Regions from separate parts of the Mus musculus genome. Here region 1 is linked to region 2. The links are chromatin contacts, called in public Hi-C maps. All regions are on one chromosome and are shown on one strand. The core of a region is the stretch at or near the end of the contact, and the rest is flanking DNA. Distances in the headings are between cores, read along the strand shown.

Region 1 (3,883 bases), core at 1,340-3,839, 43 kb after region 2:
AGGCTGCCTGTCTCATTCCTTCTAACAAAGCCTTGTGGTAATATCTGAGTTCCCTCCTATCTTTCTCTGTCCTGTAGTCATGTCTCCATGTAGGTAGGACACAGTCAACCTCATCTGCCCTCCACCTGCCAGTCTGTGTGCCCATTCTGAAAAATGCTTTCTCCGCCTCAGTCAGAATCCGGTTCCTCTCTTCAGAGGTGAAGAAGATGGCTAAGATATTCTCACAGTCATCCAGGGAAGGAAGGTGGATGGAGAAGATAGACTCCATTAGAGAGATCAGAGAACTTGGGTTTTTGCTGAAAGAAGGGTACTGCATCTTCCATTTTAAGAGAGCAGTGGTCGTTAAAGGTACATAGGCTATACAGCTCCCGCTGGTGCTCAAAGGAGGGCTCTGGGTGTTCCGGTTAGAAAGATCAGCAGCAGGAGACCTGGTGAGGGAGGAGGACCCAGTCTGACGACAGTTAGAAGCATAAGGAAGTAAATCCCAATCGGATGTGGGGAGGGGGAAGGGCGGGGAGTGGTCCGGCTGGTGGGGTGGGGGTGGAGGTGAGGATTTGGGGGGTCTGGATTTAGATGAGGGCTGAGATCGGGGTTTGGATTTAGATGAGGGCTGAGGTGAGGGCTGAGGTGAGGGCTGAGATCGGGGTTTGGATTTAGATGAGGGCTGAGATCGGGGTCTGGATTTAGATGAGGGCTGAGATCGGAGTTTGGATTTAGATGAGGGCTGAGGTGAGGACTGAGGTGAGGGCTGAGGTGAGGGCTGAGATCGGGGTTTGGATTGAGATGGGCACTGACAGGAGTGAAGCAGTGGGGAGTTCTGTATGTAGGGTTTACTAGTCTTGTTACCCATTTTGTCTTCCAGTCACCCCAAACCCAAACCTCAGAAGACTCAGGACAAAAACAAAAAACAAAACAAAACAAAACAAAAAACAGAAAAGGCAAACAAAACAGAACAGGACACACAGGACCAAGAAGGCAGTGTGACCTCTCCCTAGTGCCCTGGACAGGAGTTCATCTATCTCCTAAGACACTGTATCCAGATGGGATCCTAGTAGAAGAGGACCAGATGTTACGTAAGGAAAGCAATGACTTACCAATGAAGGCTCCTCATCCAGGTGCTTGCTGGGTTTCTTTTCCTGCAGCTGTGGACCTCCGAACTGAAATCAAGCCTGCAGGGGCCTTGGAACGTCTCAAGGTGCACACCCTGGGCAGTGGTGCTCTGGTACCTGAGGTTTGAAGGGAAGGGTCCAGGTTCTGAATTTGGGTAGGGATTTGTTAAAGCTACCCTCCGCCCTAGCTTAGCCCCTCCCCCCCCGCCCCCCCACCCCCCCCTCCGTCCCCCGCCCCCCCCCCCCAATTTAGCTGTAACCCTCCTGCCTCATGCTTGTCAGCCACCTCATACTGCTGACAACAGTTTGGCTCAGAGAGAGATCAAGTTGGCCATATATCCTGTTCTGTTCTGAGGTTCTTAGAAATTCCCCAACCACAGCCTTCACTTGGGACCAACCAAAATAGAAACCAGCTTCAACTGTTATGCCTAAACTAGTAACAACTTGGGAAAGGCAGACCACCTGCAGCCCGCCCAGTACCTGCTTATAAAAGCTCCCTGTGGGGTTTTAACCTCTATAAACTGACCCTAGAAAACATTCAGGGTTGTAGCTTCCAGCTGTAGAGTCTGAGCTACATCTCTGATTGATCAATCTTAGGATGTGCGTTCGATAAACTATCCCTGACTGAAATCTATGTTTATACAGTTTATGGACCCTAACAGCTTCTTATATCACTGGAGCCTCCAAAATTAATTAATTTATTAATCCCACCGAATGAGGATAAAGAACACCTTATTCCGTGCACAGCCAAGTCTGTGCACAGCTGTCTCCCCCTAAATTTCCCATACTTCTCTTATAGGACAAAACCAATGGGAGAGAGAGGTATTTTGCAAGCAGGCGGGTTTACAGAGAGCACAAGGCAGTTATAGAACTCTTCCTGGAGCACAAGGTACAAAACATCTGTCGGGCACAGCCTAACTCCAAGAAACAGAATATTAAAACTTTTACCCCAGTCGGGTCTACAAAGTGAGTTCCAGGACAGCCAGGGCTACACAGAGAAACCCTGTCTCAAAAAACAAACAAAACAAAACAAAAAACTTTTACCTAGCCGGGCAGTGGTGGTGCACGCCTTTAATCCCAGCACGTGGGAGGCAGTGGCAGGTGGATTTCTGAGTTCGAGTCCTGCCTGGTCTACAAAGTAAGTTCCAGGACAGCCAGGGCTACACAGAGAAACCCTGTCTCGAAACCCTCTAGCCCCCACCCCACCCCAAAAAACTTTAACCTAACTGAGGCAGAATCTCAAAATGACTCCTGGTCTTAAATGGAGTCCGGCTGCTATCTCGACCCAAACTCCCCGACCCAGTAAACCGGACCCACGGTTCCACACGCTTCCGGGCGCTCCTGCCGCAAGGAGGCCGTCCGGATAACGGGCACTGCGAACACGGTCGGCCAGGACTCAACCCGGTACTCACCATGCAGCTCACGCACTGCAAGTCCCTGCCGCCGCCGCCGCCGCTGACGCAGTGCTGCCGCCAAAAAGCCAATTTCTCCCCAATTCCCGCCCCATTTTATGGTTCCTAAGCACAAAAGCCAATCAGAGGCCGTAGATTTGTGACGGATGGCCCGACGAACCCATACTACAGCTGCATTTGGAGGAAGGGGTGGGCTGCCCCAGCCTCTGGTCCAGCGAGGGGCCGGGAGGGGAAAGAAAAGTTAGTGCCACCTGATTCTTTTTTTGTTTGTTTGTTTTCGAGACAGGGTTTCTCTGTATAGCCCTGGCTGTCCTGGAACTCACTTTATAGACCAGGCTGGCCTCGAACTCAGAAAAAAGAACAAAGGATTCATATATTTTTGCCTCCCACACCTAGTTAGATTGCAACGCAAATGTTTTAATCCGCCCCCACCCCCACCCAGTAAAACCCTGGTTTAGTAGTGGCGCACACCTTTAATCCCAGCACTCGGGAGGCAGAGGCAGGCAGATTTCTGAGTTCGAGGCCAGCCTGGTCTACAAAGTGAGTTCCAGGACAGCCAGGGCTACACAGAGAAACCCTGTCTCGGAAAAAAAACAAAAGCCAAAACCAAAACCAAAACCAAAACCAAATCTTGGTTTACTCAAGGCAACAAACTGCATTCCAGGAGTCCCATGGCCTGCAGCAGTGACCTTGTAAAGATGAAGCATGGTGTGAGTATCTACATCTTAAGTCAGCCACACATTCACATTTGCTGGGGCTTGATCATTATTGAAAATAAGCCAAGGGTAGATGTGTTCTGCTTCTCCCCACGCCCCTTTCCTTCTGCATGAAGCCAGCTCAGTCATCGGGGTCTCAAAGGAGGGAGGGAGGTTAAAGAAAGAAAAGACAATTAAACAACATTATAACACGACCCCAACCAGGGCTGATGTGGGTTTATTTTTCTCCAGCTTGCTTTTATGTCATCTAAGGTCAGTTCTTAGATTAAAGACAATGTAGTCAAACAAGGCAATAAACAGGATGACCAAGACACAAGGAACACAGTACATTATTCTTATCTGAGCCTCCTCCCTTGTCCTCCAAGCCAAAAGTAAATATTCTTGCCAATATCCTTGAAGCTGCATCAAGGACTCTCCACACTGTGAGTATCCACATCTTAAGTCAGCCACCTATCCACTGAGGTTTGACCATCACTGAAGATAAGCCAAGGGTCAGATGTGTTCTGTTTCTCCTCATGCCCCTTTCCTTCTGTGTGACTCAGAAATGTATTCATGCCCCTTTCCTTCTGTGTGACTCAGAAATGTATTATTAAGAGAGACCAGAAACAAAAAAAAAAGAGACCAGATACTGCCGGGCAGTGGTGGC
Region 2 (3,603 bases), core at 239-2,738:
ATCACATCTGGGAAAAAAAGTATCTTGCCTCCAAAGGACAGATACATGGAAAAGAACTTGATCTGTCTGCCAGGAGTGGTGGGTCTACGTGTCAATGGTAGGAGCTGAGACCTGAAAAGGGAATAGAGTGCTGCACTCTTAATGTAACTGTTTTCAAGTATTGAACCCTTTCAGGAGAATTGCTTGAGGAAGTAGAGGTGCTTCTGGACCACTCGGGAAATCTCTAGGATAAGTTAGTGAGAGATGAGTAGGTAACCAGACAGGCGAAGAAATAAGGTTGTTAATCAAAATGCTACGGCCAGCCTCAACCAGAGATGCCTGTTGGCAAAGAACACTGGTGAATGCAGAGATGCATGGCTGTTCAATGTGGAGAGAATAAGTTAGTGACAATTGAGTGTTCAACCCTGAGCACAGCATTTATACCTCTCCCTCTGAGGCTCTGGGAGCATGGTGGAAGAAGAGCTAGAAAAGAAATGTAAGAGCTTCAAGACAGGGAGAAGCACTAGGAATGTTGGTTTCTGGACATGGCACAGTGGTTACAGTCAGTACTCCACAGCAGCTGTGGCTGCCTTCAGTGGGGCCCAAGAGTAAATCAGGGATAGGGGCTCTACCCTTCCCTGCTGATGGAATTGGGAGGAAGGGCAGTTGTGGTCTTAAGGCCCATTGAGGAGCTCATCAGACTCACAAAGGTGATCTTAGTTAAACTCAGAATAAAACAGCAAGTCATGAATGTAGGAAAATTACCTGGGATCAGATACTAGAGGTAGGAAAGAAATTCGGGTAAAAGAATACACTTTAGACATGTATGAAATTGCCAAAGAACAAATTAAAAATACCAACTAGGCAGCTGGATGTGAGTGATGGGACAGGATAGACAAAGATACCGGTTTACCAAGCTGGGGATCCTGGAAGATAGAGTGCTAAGGAAGAAACCGTAAACTAGAGGTCAGTCAGCGGGAAGACTCATTTCTGCTATCCTGATAGCACCCTCTTGGTTGAGATACTCATGTGATAGTGACACAGTGGTCTGACGTTCAGAAAATAATGTAGGTTTAAGGGTGCTTGCTGAGGATAATCAGCATACGGGAGGCAGTTGACAGAGAGTGTGAGCCCCAGGAAGAAAGTGTGTAGGGCATATAGAGGGCAGTCAGCAGTGCCACTCCATTGCAGATGGAGGACCCATAAAATGCCCGGTGAAGAAACTGATATCCTCAGGGCAGCACAGGTAGAGTGTTTCAGAAAGAGGAAATAAATATCCATGTGGGAAAAGACCTAAAATAAGGGTCTGTAATTAAGGTGGTTGCAGGAACGTGGCATCAGTGCCAGACTGTGGTAAAGACAGCCACAGTCAAGAAGGGAGCAGAGACAACGTGCAGAGCAGTTACATCAGAAGTGCTGCTGCTGCTTCACAAAGTACAGAAGCAACCCTGTGCTCAGGATGGGAGGCATCTCCTGTCATGGCCCTTCCCTTAACTGCCACAAGGTGGTGCTCATCTCCCGGTCATCTCGTGGTCCACAGCTCCATAGAGTTTAAGTGGTTTCTCCATTTGCCCTGCAGAACAGCTTCAGCAGAAGGACCAGCAGATCCTCCTCTTGCTGGAAGAGAAGGAGATGATTTTCCGGGACATGACTGAGTGCAGCACTCCCTTGCCAGAGGATTGCTCCCCAACGCACAGCCCGAGAGTGCTCTTCCGCTCCAACACAGAGGAGGCTCTCAAAGGAGGACCGCTGATGAAAAGTGCAATAAATGAAGGTAATTTACACACAGTATCGGCCCCTCCTGTGTGTACACTAATGTCCTCTGCCAGTTCCTGCCATTAATAACTAAAGCACCAGTATAAAAAACTGCCCAGTGTCAGTATAGTAACTATCCCTTAGTTATAGTAAATATCCCTTATAAGCACTATGCAGGCTAAGAAATAAAATGTGGCAGATACCCTGAAAGCCTTTGCATGTCCCCGTCATATCTAACTTCCTCCTAACAGGTGCAGCTTCCCTAAAGTGCATTAATAATCACTTAAGTATTTTCCCCTTCTTTCTGGTTTTATTTTTAAGTTATGTTAATGTATTTACTGTACGTGGGGTGGGGGGGAATCCACACTGTGACATGGACATAAAGGTTAGAGGACAGCTTGGAGAGTCCGTTCTCTCTACCATGTACGGCTCAGAGATCAAACTTAGGTCATCAGGCGTGGCCCCATGGTGAACATCAGGCATGGTCCCATGGTGAATGCCTTGACCTGCCATCTCAGTTAGGGTTATTATTGCTATGAGGAAACACCATGACCAAAAGCAAGTTGGGGAAGAGAGGGTTTATTTGGCTCACACCTCCACATCACTGTTCATCATCATGGGAGGGCAGGAGCCTGGAGGCAGGAGCTGACTCAGAAGCCACGGAGGGATGCTGCTTGCTGGCTTGCTGGCTGGCCCACAGCCCCATCTTACGGAGGCATTTTCTCAATTGAGGTTCCCTTCTCTCAGATAAGTTTAGTTTGTGTCAAGTTGGCATAAAAGTACCCTTGCGTGCCTGCTGAGCCATCCTACAAGCCTGCATCCCCTTGCTCGCCCTGTACTTTATCCTTGGAGTAGCTGAGCTTTTTGAACCATGAGTTGGAGTTTCCATATGGTACCTTCTGTCCTCTAGATCTTGCAGTCACCGCTGCTTGCGTTACTCATAATGTGTGCTCCTGTGGTACTGGTTCTTTCCCAGGGAAATATCAGGTCCTAGGTAGCCCTGTTTCTGTGGAATAGGAACCGTGGGATGGATAGAAGGCTGAATGCCGGGGGGAGGGGGGGTCTTCTTTGTGTGCCAGTCCTCTGCTAGTACCTGCACTACGTTGTACACATGTCATGAGGCTGCAGTTGTAGCTCAGAGATAGAGCTCTGCATGCAAGAGGGGCCTTGTGATCAGTCACCAGCCCCAAAATAAACTTACTATGGATTCATGGGTTCTAGATCTCTGAGCAGTTCCCAACCTCATTTAAAGCTAGTGTCCTCCACTGGCCACAGTGCAGAGCTTGCTTCCAGGAGTTAAGGAATTCATTCCTTCAAGATTTCTGGTCTCTTAGTGAAAAATATTTTAAGATCGAAATCTAGGTACCAGGGATATAGTATATATAGTAGTTGCTGTGAGGTTTTAAACATTACTGTGTTGTCCTTTTCAGTGGATGGAGCTAATCAAATTACAAATTACAGGTTGCCTTTTTTATTTTAAAACCTTATCACTTACAAATGTCTGTCTGTTTTCCACATTGAGTATTCTTTCTCAAGGATACCCTATTCTATATTCTATTATAGAATTAGAATAACCTCTATTGGGTCGATAAGATGGCTTAGTTTAGGTGAAGGCACTTGCTGCAAAGTGATGACCTGAGTTGATTCCCAGAAGCCACATAATAAAAGGGCTTCCACACCCTCCTTGACACTCATGGACCACCACATATATACATACACACAGAGAGAGAGAGGGAGAGAGAGAGAGAATGAATATGCTTTTAATTAAAAATACTGTCCCAATCATGCATTAACACTGGTTCTAGTGTAATAGTGTAAGAATGATACTGGTATTCTTACCAATACAGTTCTTACATCCAAGGCGGCCTG

The links. A called contact is a pair of places that touch in the nucleus more often than the background predicts.
Region 1: a Hi-C map of CD8 T cells shows a contact between it and region 2, with 1.6 times the contacts expected there. The contact joins the promoter of AU020206 here to the enhancer-like site in region 2. A contact is called at or near these places in 1 of 15 datasets of contacts at CTCF or cohesin (CD8 T cells), 7 of 484 Hi-C or Micro-C datasets (CD4 T cells, CD8 T cells, ECoMG-derived neutrophils and 3 more) and 2 of 115 datasets of contacts at active chromatin or transcription factors (bone marrow-derived macrophages and embryonic stem cells).

The regions. Positions count from the first base shown.
Region 1 is chr7:75,779,531-75,783,413 of GRCm38.p6, forward strand. AU020206 (expressed sequence AU020206) reads right to left here and starts at 2,590. Exons shown (of 3, transcript NR_165329.1): 1 at 2,522-2,590; 2 at 1,095-1,226. RefSeq lists a cis regulatory region at 2,211-2,953.
Region 2 is chr7:75,737,808-75,741,410 of GRCm38.p6, forward strand. Akap13 (A kinase (PRKA) anchor protein 13) reads left to right here. Exons shown (of 37, transcript NM_029332.1): 30 at 1,559-1,753. Among named protein-coding and RNA genes, the nearest start is that of AU020206, 43 kb to the right of the region's middle. Within about 2 kb of position 1,489, at least 19 of the 459 cell types and tissues checked have an H3K27ac peak or open chromatin away from gene starts, as enhancers often do. A contact at or near this core is called in CD8 T cells, where this site is marked.